Linked DNA regions of Muntiacus reevesi: region 1 is linked to region 2. A link is a contact called in public Hi-C data. All regions are on one chromosome and are shown on one strand. The core of a region is the stretch at or near the end of the contact, and the rest is flanking DNA. Distances in the headings are between cores, read along the strand shown.

Evidence for each region. Hi-C and Micro-C count contacts between places; a contact is called where the count stands out from the background.
Region 1: a Hi-C map of muscle shows a contact between it and region 2, with 8 times the contacts expected there. The contact joins the promoter of SKA1 here to the promoter of ACAA2 in region 2. A contact is called at or near these places in 2 of 3 Hi-C or Micro-C datasets (blood and muscle).

The regions. Positions count from the first base shown.
Region 1 is chr4:47,612,668-47,619,041 of mMunRee1.1, reverse strand. It overlaps SKA1 (spindle and kinetochore associated complex subunit 1), which reads right to left and starts at 5,104. Exons shown (of 7, transcript XM_065932738.1): 1 at 5,036-5,104; 2 at 3,548-3,643; 3 at 777-901. The coding sequence starts at 3,632.
Region 2 is chr4:47,111,114-47,116,860 of mMunRee1.1, reverse strand. It overlaps ACAA2 (acetyl-CoA acyltransferase 2), which reads left to right and starts at 4,043. Exons shown (of 10, transcript XM_065932685.1): 1 at 4,043-4,182. The coding sequence starts at 4,167. It also overlaps LOC136168115 and LOC136168101.

The DNA.
Region 1 (6,374 bases), core at 3,855-6,354, 500 kb before region 2:
GATGTTCAGAGATACTGATCTTAATTCAACCAACAGCAGGATAGGCATAATCATGTTCAGTCCTACAGCTGAAAAATCTTTATAGACACTGAGGATTATAAGGCTTGAAAAGGACTATGGAGGCAACCTTGTTCAATCCCACTGAACATGTCAGTGGCTCTAAGAGCACGAGGTAATTATGGTACAGACTCATTTCCCATCCTATCAGAAGCATTTTTATTAGGTGAAGGCTTATTCAGAACAAAACGTGCATATGAATGAGGCTCAAGTGGATTTTTTTACCTGAGAATCCTTACATTACAATCTGTAGAAATAGAAAAGAAATGCAGAATAGAAGGGACCCAAGAAATACTTCAGTATGACCCATTACTTTTCAATTAAGGGCACTAAGACTCAAAGAGGAAAAATGACTTTCTTAGGGTGGCAGGACGAGCTGGGAGAGCCATGGTGGCAAACCATGTCTCCTCAACCCAGGGCAGGCAATCCTGCACACCACACTCCCAGGAGATCATTTATTTAAATTAAGCTTCCCAAGAATTGTTTAGGAAATATTCCCTCTTTAGTAAATAAATTGGCTACCAGCATGGAGAAAGAAATATCTCTGGGACTCTGGAGTCCTTTACACTGGGAAAATAAAATGCAAATAGTACTCTTTACTGTTAATAATCATGGTTAACAACATTATAAACATAAAGAATCCTTAAGAATTTTCTGGTGATTAGGTGTTTATATTAACTGCCTTTTTTGTTTTGTTTCATCACTAGAAAAACCATTACCTTGAGGGAGCTGTTGGTTTGTTCTTGATACTGAATTTCCAATTCCAATTTGTTTAGAAGTTCATTTACTACAATGATCTCATCTCCTATTTTATTTAAAATGGTCTTCAAGGTAGGTTCTTGCCCTATTAATAAACAAAAGATAAAATGGAAACTAAAAATACAGAAAACCATAAAACCTACATGTAGCCAATGGAACTCTTGGAACAGAGCTTTACCATAAAGGGACACTGAGGGTGAAGAACTATGTTTCAGCCCCTGGGACTTGTCTCCATGAATAATCTTAAGAACTCGTTACTAAGTAATATGAAAAAAAAGGAAGGAGGAGGTAAATTCAAAGTATCCCCTGAATCTTCTGTTTTTGGAAAATTCTTCCACTATAATAAAGCACTTTGAAATGCTAGATAAAATAAACACCCTTTTGCATGCATAGTTGAGCTCTTAGGAGAAAAAAGGTAAATCTCCAAGGGTTTCAATTTGAAGAAAGAATTACAGACCAGGCAGGATGTATGAGCTGATGCTGCGGTAGCCCTAATGAGGGGGGTGGGGGGGCGCGCAGAACGGGGACTTGAGGTGCAGAGAAATGCTGGAGAGAGGAGGCTGTCAACCTCAGTAACCTAATATATTTGGGGGGATAAGAGTCATGGCTTTGGGACTGCAAAGCACAGGATGCTGGAAGTGAGAATCCCAAAGGAGGCCAGGACCCTCTTCATGGGATATACCCTGTGAATGTGCAAACCTGAAAATTGTCATCAATGGCCAGGAAGATGACCTTCCATTCTGGATTGGCCTGCAAGTGTCTGGGGGAGGCAGGGTAAAGTTGCCTGCTCTCAAGTTCCCAACCCCACCGCTGGGCCCCTCTCTCCAGCTTCACAGATACAAGGATGGGAAAACCAGAGAACCTTCCTCCCTGGAAATAAAAGAAGAAAAAAAAAAAAAAGAATTTTTCAGGGCACCTCAAAAGCACAAAAGGGAAAACCATCCTCATAACCAAATATTTTCCATCTTCTCTTCTAACAACCAAATCATGAAATACGCATAAGTGAAAACGAAATTTGACCACATCTGTAGATTACAGATGCAGAGTGAAACGGCTAGAGGTTCCAGGCCTGCAGTCAGAGACACCAGCACTTGCCCTCAGAGGATGACTGAGAAGCAGGAAAGTACATATAAGAGGGTGGGCACTCTGCTTGCAACCTAGTAAAGCACTCAGTAAAGGCAAACTGTTACGCATCGACATTCTAATAAAGCACTGGGGACTGCATGTGACAGCTAAAAGAAATAAAAAATAAATGAGAGTATTGATGTCTCTGCTGAGACTAATTTCAGGGGGTGAAACAGTTAGTTGGATATACTGGTATCTCAAATAACCTAATCACCTAAATTTTCGGGCCTTGTTTGCTGATTTGCAGTAAAATAAGTTCACTGAGTAAATTCACTACTTTTGATAGTAGTGATGTAGGAAATTACAGCAGCCAAAGTGGTAAACGTATTACTGGGCTTTCCTGAATCAGCTACGGAACCGAAAAGACAAATTATTCTCCCCACGTACAAATGACAGTTACCCAGCGTACAGTAACCTAAGAGGCCAGACTGCTTCTGCCAGGCCTCATGCTTCAGTGGGGCCATTTGAATTCAAGGTTTGATAGTTTTATAATCTCTAAAGTTATATTTATCCAAAAGTAATCATGCTCTCAGAAAGAAAATCTAAAGAAGACTACTTATTAAAGATTTAAATGTCCTTTTTAGATTATTCAATAAAAATGGCATAGAAATACAGAAGTAGTATACTGGGAATCAGGACACAAAAGCTGTAGTCCCAACTGACCATAGATAAGCGGGAGGACCTGGGCAAGTCGCCTGACTTCTGAGCCTCGGTTTCCTCATATGAGACCGGAGGCTACAGAAGAACCCACAGTTGCTTCAGCTTTAACTTTCTACAGAATACATAGCCACCAACTGTAAACTGGATGAGTCTCTTTATTAGTGGTTCTCGACAAGGGATGGAGACTATCCAAGTCTCAGAAAGACAGGTATAATTTGAAAGGACATTCCAACAGTATAATTTAATTTTTAAAAATTATCCGTTCAAAATACAAACTACAATAAAAGTTCAACAGGATCTCCCCTGCAGATGGAATTCTGCCTATCAGTAAATCTTAAGTTCTCCTAGATAAGGCTGCAGAGCAAATCATTTCTGTAAACACTATTTTTCCAGGATTCCCTATTTGTCTGCACTTCTACTGCAGCACTTCAAACTATTTTGAAGATGGTCACAACCTCCAAGTTTCTGGATGCTTAAAAAATTGATTTCATTTTCAATTAGTTGTTTCCTAGTGATATATATTGATAATATGGATAAGCTTCCTTATCAAAGCAGTCTGCAAGATGAGTTATGGGCTACTTCTATCTCTGTGGGTGTTTTCCACTTCTGGCTTTTTCCTTATCTTTTATTATCTCTGCTTAGCTCTAGAATCAGGAACTCAACGTAACCTTCAAATCTTACTACTCAGCCTTGTGTCTCAGAAAAACATATACAAATAAATAAATATATGTAATTAGTAGCTAGTTCATTGTTCAATGTAATTTACATTTTAGTATCCTCTGCAATATTCAAAATATGGATAGCAGATTGCCTTAAAAATCACTATTCAAACCTGAAAATTACCTTTCTAAGATACATTCACTTATCCAGGCATAAGATATCAAAGTGGAACAATAATCAAAATGTATTTTGAATGTACAAAGTCAGTGGAATCTGTTTTACTTACCACAATTTCTCAATGACAGAGTTTTTTTAATATTGCCAATCTTTTCATTAATATGAGAGCATAACTGTTCCAGATCTGAGGCCATCCTTTTAGCCTCTGAAGAAAAAAAATATAAACACATTTACAAAACAAAAAACAAATTTCTGTTCACTTTCAAAATCCAATGGTAAATATCCAGTCAGTCACATCTCCTGGAAAACAAAGTACAAAAACTATGAGCAGTATCTTTCAATTCTACAAAATTCAGTTTCTAACCAAGGAGATCAAACCAGTCAATCCTAAAGGGAATCAATCCTAAATATTCATTGGAGGGACTGATGCTGAAGTTCCCATACTTTGGCTACCTGATGCGGAGAGCCGACTCACTGGAAAAGACCCTGATGCTGGGAAAGATTGAAGGCAGGAGAAGGAGATGACAGAGGATGAGATGGTTGGATGGCATCACTGACTCAATGGACATGAGTTTGAGCAAACTCCGGGGGATAGTAAGGACAGGGAAGCCTGGCATGCTGCTGTCCATGGGGCCCCAAAGAGTCAGACACGACTTAGTGACGGAACAACCACCACCAGTGTCCAGTAATGACCTGTCTTAGAGCTTTCTCTAGTCAGTGCATCCCAAAGCAAGGTTCAGAAGACAAGACTGTCATTTCCTCAGAGATTGAGGGGAACAAATGTTCTATTTATACATAAAGACAACATCAGTATTTGCTTTGAAAACTTTAATACCCGAGAATCTTAAGGAAAAACACAGGACGTTCAAAGAAGCGGGTCCAGGGAAGCATTTCTCCTATGCTGTGGGGACGGGGGCTTTATTACTGGGGTCGGTAAGGAGGCGATCCCAGGACGAGGAAATGGCAACCCCCTCCAGGATTCTTGCCGGGAAAATCCCATGGACAGAGAAGCCTGGCTCCTCTATGGGGTCGCAAAGAGTCGGCCACGACTGAGCACAGCAAAGCCCACAAGGAGGCGGAAGGAGGGAAAGGAAAGAAATCAGGTACTGTTCGTTCACTCCAAGGGAGGTGAAAGAAAGTGAAGTCGCTCAGTCGTGTCCGACTCTCTGCGACCCCATGGACTATATATTATAGCCCACCAGGCTCCTCCGTCCATGGGATTCTCCAGGAAGGAATACTGGCGTGTTCTTTTCCAGGGGATCTTCCCGACCCAGGGATCTAACCCGGGTCTACCTGCATTGAGGGCAGACGCTTTACCCTCTGAGCCAGCAGGGAAGCCCGAGGGTAGGTGAGAAGGTCTATATAAAGCCTCCACTCCAGCTTACGCGGCTAAGGCCCGCTGCTCATCCCGGCCCGCACCGCCCCGGCCCCCCGCCCCGCCTAAACAATGCCCGCTTCCGAAGGGGGGAATCTTCAACACCAGACTCTAACCTCGTGCGGGTCCGGGAGCAAAGGGCCCACTCTGTGGGGTCGCGAGGCGCCGAGACACCGCCCCCTCCCCCACCCAATCTCGGTCGGAAGCGTAGGATCTCGAGACCTGGCTCCGGGAGCGAAATTCAAACTGCCCGCCGGTACTCGGCGCCGCGCAGGCGCACAGCCGTACTCCCAGAAGGCTGCGCGGCGGGCTCACGCTCTTCCGCTTTATCCGGGGCCACAGCTGGGCGGGGCCGGGGCCGGGGCGGGGCCCGAGCCGGGGGCGGGGCCCGGGCCGGGGGCGGGGCCCAGGCCGGGGGCGGGGCCGATCTGGGGAAAAGGCGAGGCCGGATTGGCTCCGGCGTCGAAGACTACCAACACACTTAGCTTTCCTACTCCGCGTTGTAACAAACGGGGGATCTCATTCGGTCACGAATCCTGACCGTCCCCCCAGCCGGGGCCCAGCGCTCGGCGGATCAAATCGCGAGCTTCAACACTGGATCACCAAATTGGCCACACATTAGAATCACCAGGGTAGCTTTAAAAATTCCAGCTCCCAAGCTGTACCCTAAATCAATGAATTCAGACACTGTAAGTGGGGTCCAAACCTTAACGTTTTTAAAAGCACACCAGGTACTTCCAAAAAGCAGCCAAGTTTGTGAGCTATAAGACTGAGAGATTCTCTCTGCTTTCGTGGAGTTAACAAACTCTGTAAGGGCAAATGCAATTTTTTTAAAAAGTTTAATTCTCTGAAAAAAAGAGAAAAAATTGCGCAGGGCTGGTGTGGCAGCGACACAGTCATCACGGACCCAAGTTCTATCTTTTCCACCCGTCCCCATGGCATCATGCATTCTGGTGTGAAGTTTTCCTGTGATGCAAAATAACTCTGTCAGTACCTTTCTCAGTTCTTTGAGAAACAACTAGCTGAAGCAGCACCTTTAAAGAGTATTCCTAGAAACCACACCTAATGAGTTCTATCTGCTTTCCATTGGTCACTCACATCTACAAGGGAGACTAGGGAAAAAAAATCATTAAAATTAAGAAAAAAAAAATCTGGACAGTTACATTGCATCGTCAACAACAGAGGGGTTCTTTTTGTAAGGGAGAAGGAGAAAAGAGATTCTGGGGGCAGTGAACTGCTGCCTTGGCCATTTCTACTTATTACTCTTTAAAAGTCTTCTATTATGGAAAATTTTGAACATATACAATTAGGAGAATACAACGAACCCCATGCTCAACCCATCATTGGGTTTTGACCACTATTAATTTAGAGCAAATATTGTTTCAGCTATACTTCATCTCCTCCCACTCCTTGCCTTCCAGAATATTTTGAAACATATCTCAAACATATCTTTTTGCCAAAAAACATTTCCATGTTTATCTCCTAAAGATAGAAACTTTTAAAGAAGTGTTTATTTTTTAAAACTGTTGTTTTCTTTAATAGAATTTAAACAAGATTTACA
Region 2 (5,747 bases), core at 2,794-5,293:
AGTTTAAGTACAGCAAAATTATCCATATAATGTAGAAGACAGGGCCGAGGCCAGTTATTTATGAAATCCTAATGAAATCTTAACATGCAAATTGAAGATTTATAATTGATTCACTGATTTTCAGTTTTACACTAATGCTACTCTTTTTCTTTTCATAAAAAGAAAGACATGGTAATAGGCTATTTTTAAAAATATTGAAAGCTAAATGTCTTACAACAGTAACTTTACATCTCATGTCTAGATTTTTAAAATTACAAAATACCTAATTTTGATATATTTAGTATTTTACTATACATGTATAGATTGATATAGATATGGTTAAAAATGAAAAGAACTAAATGGAATTTTAGGTAATTTTTCAGCTTGCTTAAAAGATACTTTTCCTCTCAATTTTTATTTTGAAAGTTAAACAGTTATAGAAGAGTTAAAATAGAACAATGAACAACCATGTAGTCTACATTTATGTTCCCTAATTAGTAATATTTTGCCATGTTTGCTTTCTGTCTTTGCCAGTGTATCTGTATGCATGGTTTTTTTTTTCCTCCAGTCATTTGGTAGTTTGTTTTGGCACCATAACTCTTCACCTTTAAATATTTTGGTGTGTATTTCCTTAGAACAAAGGACAGTCTCTGCCCTGTCTACAGTATAATTAACATAATCAGGAAAAGTAATGTCAATACCACCTCATGCAATTTACAGACCATTCCTCCAACTGTCCCAATTCTGTTCTTTAGTTGTTTTGAATCCAGTTTCCAAAAAGACCCCACATTACACTTAATTGTCACATCTCATGTCCTGTTCATCTAGTACCATTCCTGGCCTTTTTTGTTGTTCACAACACTGACATTTTGAGTTCAGTTTGTTATTTAGCAAAGTGCCCTTTGGTTGGCTCTGTGTGATTGTTTCCTTATGATTAGATTTGTCAGACTTTTTTTTTTGGAGAAATCCTACGTGAGTTTGTGTCCTTCTCCGTGCATCTCAGTGCATGATGTCAGTTTGTCCCATTAAAGGTAACATTAAGCTTGGTCATTTGGTCAAGATAATACCCACAAGATTTCTCTAGTGTATAGATAACTTTTCCTCTTCATGATACTCTGAGATTGTGTAAATATCTTTACATAGATTTTCATGTTTTTATATATGTAAACCTTTTTACTCAATGGTTTTCAAATACACCCATTTTCATGACATTTTTTAATTACGGAAAACTTAGAAATTTCTATTTGGAAGGACTTGCTGAGGCGATCTGTAAGATGTTTAGTGGGAAACTGTGATACTCATGATGGCATTTTAACTTTTCTCAATAAATATGAGGGCCAAACTGAATAAAACCTGCCTTTTTCTCTTATTGAAGAACACTAATACCCTTATCAATAGTTCTAGAGACCAAGAATTTATTTTGCATTTGGACTATTAGAAAGTTTTAATGGAAAAACACATAACTTTTCAAGATTTGTTTATTTCCTCCACTGTTGTATCTCACACTTAACACAATTGCACATGTTTTCTGATTTTTTTTGTATTACAAAACATATTAGACTGGCTGAAGTTCAGAGTGCCAACCTGCAATAAAACATGTTGGTTTTGGCTCACCTAATGAATTCCATTTTGATTTCTATTTTATTATGAGTAGCTAGCTGTCAAACATAAATCAAGTTCTAATGCTCTAAGTATTCATTATATATATGCATCTAGAATGGTTTCAGCTCTGTACTGTCCTTGGAAGAATTAAGAAAATGGTCCTTCGAATCACTTTCTGTAGGAGCCACAGTTGACAAAGGCGAGCATCTAGTAAGGACCCATTGCCTCACTTCTCCACCCACCTTTCTCTGCCAAAAAAAGGAAATAAATCTTCTAACTCAAGTCACCGAATACAAAAATGTTACCTTTACCAAGGTTTCAACTACTTTATTTCTTCCACCAAGGAAGATTAACTTAGCATTCACCTCCTTTCCTGTTTTCTATAATATATGCCTTAGCTAAGTTTTTTTCTACCCCCCACTTCTATGTTTCAAATGCCATAAGCCCTGGACAAAGATACACAGGCCTTGGGTTTCTGAGAATCAAGAGTTCAAACTTCAAATTCGGCAATTTTCTAGATTTGAGGCTTTGGCAAATACTTGGTTTCTCTGGGTCTAAGCTTATTTATAAAATAAGAAAGGATTAACTCCTACCTATTTCATGGGGTTGCAAAATGTCCCTTAATTCGGGTTTGTCTGATGTTCTATGAATTTTATGTTATTCTGTTTTACATAACGGTAATCCCAAAGATGGTAGCTTTTATTTTACTATCACTCATCATCCAGAATATGGATATGAAAAAAATATCATCAGGTATGTGTGAAGCTTTGATCTATTCAAAGCCCAAATTCCACTGACTATATACACCTGCTGTGAAAAACCAATATACATATTATTTAAAGTTATTAAAGTGAATTTAAAGTTAACATTCTTGGAATTTACATACTGAATAAACAAGTGTCAATTTCCTGGATTTGTTTAAATCAAAGCAACAGGAAAAAAATAATAAACCAGAGGGTCAAAGAACAATAGATGGTGAAGAAAGGGGAACAAACGGAGCACAAGAGAGAAATGAAGGGATTTTCTGTAATGCTGGACATGTTCTAATTACATTTTGAAAGCTGAGAATAATTTGGGTTACAACCGTATAAGCACTTGTGAAACTCATCCAACTTGAAGATTCATACGTGTGACCATATGGTAATTCTGCCATAAAAGGACTGTAAGCATATACTCACCTTTAACGTGAGCCAAAGTATTCCTGAAGTGTACTAAGGCTGACAAAGAAAAAAAAAAAGTGTATATATATATATATATATATATAAAGGTGGAAAGAGTGATACAGCAAATATGGCAAAGTGTTATCAATTGTAGAATACTGGTGATGAATATATGGGTAGTTCACGTAGAAGTCTCTGCACGTTCCTGTAAGTTTCTGTTTTCATAATAAAAACGTTGGGTAAAAACAAAACAAAACAAAACAAAATGAGAGGACCACGAACGCGTTTGAAAACCTGGATTTGGGGCGGGCGTTCCCAGACAGCTCACAGAACACCTCAGAGCCTCCCACCCACCCCTTCCCAACCACCGAACTAACCCCGAGGCAGCGTGGCCCGCCCCCGAGCCCCGGCGCTGGGGTCTGCCGCCCGCGTCACCCCCTGCTCGCCCGGTCTCAGTCCGTTCTCAGAACACGCTCCATCACCTAGTTCCCAGAACTCAGATTGCGCAGTGGTCCCGTCATCATCGACCAGGGCTCGCAGAGCGGCAGGGGCCCCCCTAACCACACCCAAACCTTAGCCTAACTGCCTCCCCTAACCTCCCAGCCCCCGGGTCCCTGGCCCCATTTCGCCTAACACGTTTTCATAATCCTCTCAGGCTCCGGGCCGGCGGCGCCGCCAGCCACGGGGCCCGATCATATAAGGAAAATATTGCGGCCTCATCCGGGGGCTGCATCGTGAACCCGGAGGCGCCCTGTCCCCTACGCCACTCGCTACACCCACACCTGCAAACCTCCCGGCCCCTCTTCGCGCGCCCGGACTTCCCGGGCGAGTGCAGCCGCCCGGGCCGTCCCCCTGGGCTGTTCTGCGCAGCCGCCCACCCCGCCTGCCAGAGCGGCTCAGCCAATCCCCTCCCACGCCGTTTTCCGCGCCCACCCGACTTCCGGCCGGGCTCGGCCGCCTCTAGACCTTCCTGAAACCCTTTCCGCCCTTTTGGCTGCCCATTCACACCTTTGGCCGCCGGGTCTTACGTTGAAGAGAATCCGGGAGTGACGAGGAGGGGAACCGCTAATTACCTTGACTCCAAAGGCTAGGTTGGGCAGGGGAGAGTCAAAACATTCGATTGCGAAACAGAGAGGGACTCTCTAAAAAAACAGCGAGATGGGGAGAATCCGCCCTCGAGGAACGTTTTCCTGTGGGGAGGCCTGTCTCCCCGCGAGGTTTCTGGCACTATTGCTTCCCACCCAGTATGGCGCCAACAAGGGCGACGCGGGGCCCAGAGGGGAGCGCTCGGACAGGCCCTCCAAGTAGGGGAAAGGGCAGGGGCGTGGCCTCGCTGGCACCGCCCCGAGCGCTTAAAGTCGGGCGTGGCGGGCGGGACCGCGGCGTCGCCGTCGGGGACCCGAGCGCAGCCGCCCGCCCGCCGCCATGGCCCTGCTCCGAGGTGAGCGCCGCGGCCCCGCCTCTCGCGCCCCTTGGGGAGGAACGTCGGGTCTCGGCTGGGAGTCGGGGTCTCCTTGGCAAGGGGACTTAACTAAAAAAAAAAAAGCCAATGCGGAAGCATTGTTTCAGTTTAGGAGAAACCATACGTGCGAGGCGACAGGCATTGTCCATCACGGTTTTGCTTGCTCCTGACCTCGAAGGTCGTTTTTCTCCGCGCGGTAGTGACCCTCCTAGTTCGAGGTCAGCTGTTGGCAAGACCGGGGCGGGGCCCCCTAAGCGCGAGGCGACCTGGGGCGGAGGGGTGCCTTTCAGACGAGCCGGCGTCCTCGGACCTGGTCACAGGGTGGGCAAGGCTTGGAAGGAATGAAGATTCTCTTGTCGTCGTTGGGGAACCTCTGCACGAATGACCTGCCTCCACCCCCACCCCAGCAAATGCTTTATGGCGTTCTGTTGGAGAACCTGCCTTAAGCCCTTTCCCTGTCTTCTTTCTGATTCCAGAAAAGTACCGTCACCGAGTACATAAATTCTGCGGTTACTTTTTTTTTTTTTTTAAAGTACGTAAATTCCCTTTTCATAGCAAATGGTCACAGTCAGTGGAATTTTTAAGACTATGACAGCTTGTCTTTATGTGTCCTTTGAAGAACTTTCAGATGAGACTCATATCAAGGCCTTGGGAAAGAAAACACTTGGCAGGATCTAAGAAGCAAGGTTCTGGTTGTCCAGGGCCCCGAGGGCTCTGTAAAGGTGATCGGTTTGATTCTGGATTCTAAAGAAAGCAGCCTCCTACCTAGAAGAGTAATGCGATCTCATTTCCAGTCTGTCCCCATTTCCTCAGGACTGTGAATCTGCCTGTGTAGCAAGGAAGAGAGTTTAAGATCACTTAAGAGTCTTATGGCAGAGATCTAGGCAACATCAAATGATGGTTTTGATTCGAGTGGGGGGCAGTGGGATTGGGGAAAAGGGGAAGGGTGGTTTGAAATAGATTTGGAGGTGGATTTGACACAACTTGGTGATTGGTTGGAGTGGCAGGTCTATGAGAAGGAAATGCCAAGAATGACTTCAGGTTTCTGGTTTGAAGAGCTGAGTTCATGATACTCCTTAGGGAGTGAGGAAAACGGGGGAAGGGATAAACCTGGAAGAGATATTGAGGTGCTCAAGTGCAGATACCAGGTAGACAGTTGGTTAGGGGGATCTGGAGCTCAGACAAGCCAAAATGACATGCGAACAATTCCAGTGGAAAATAGATATTCTGAGACAAAAGGATTTAATTTGTCAGTGCTCTTTCCAACTCTGAATTTCATACAGTAGCATACTTATTTTTTTTTTTAGATGGTGTATTCAGGAGACGCAAATTATTTAACAGCTACATTGTCATGAGTTATCGTCCTTAAAAGGAAAGCATAGTTTTATTGATTTCTCTGTTTACTGTTTTATTAGTGTTCCTTACCACTTTTTTTTAAATAGAGACCCCTTTGAAAATTTGATTAAAACTATGTAAGGAAAGAATGTGCATCAACATCTGCACGGAGGAAGTATGAAGTTTATGACTTTGGGACACCATTCACT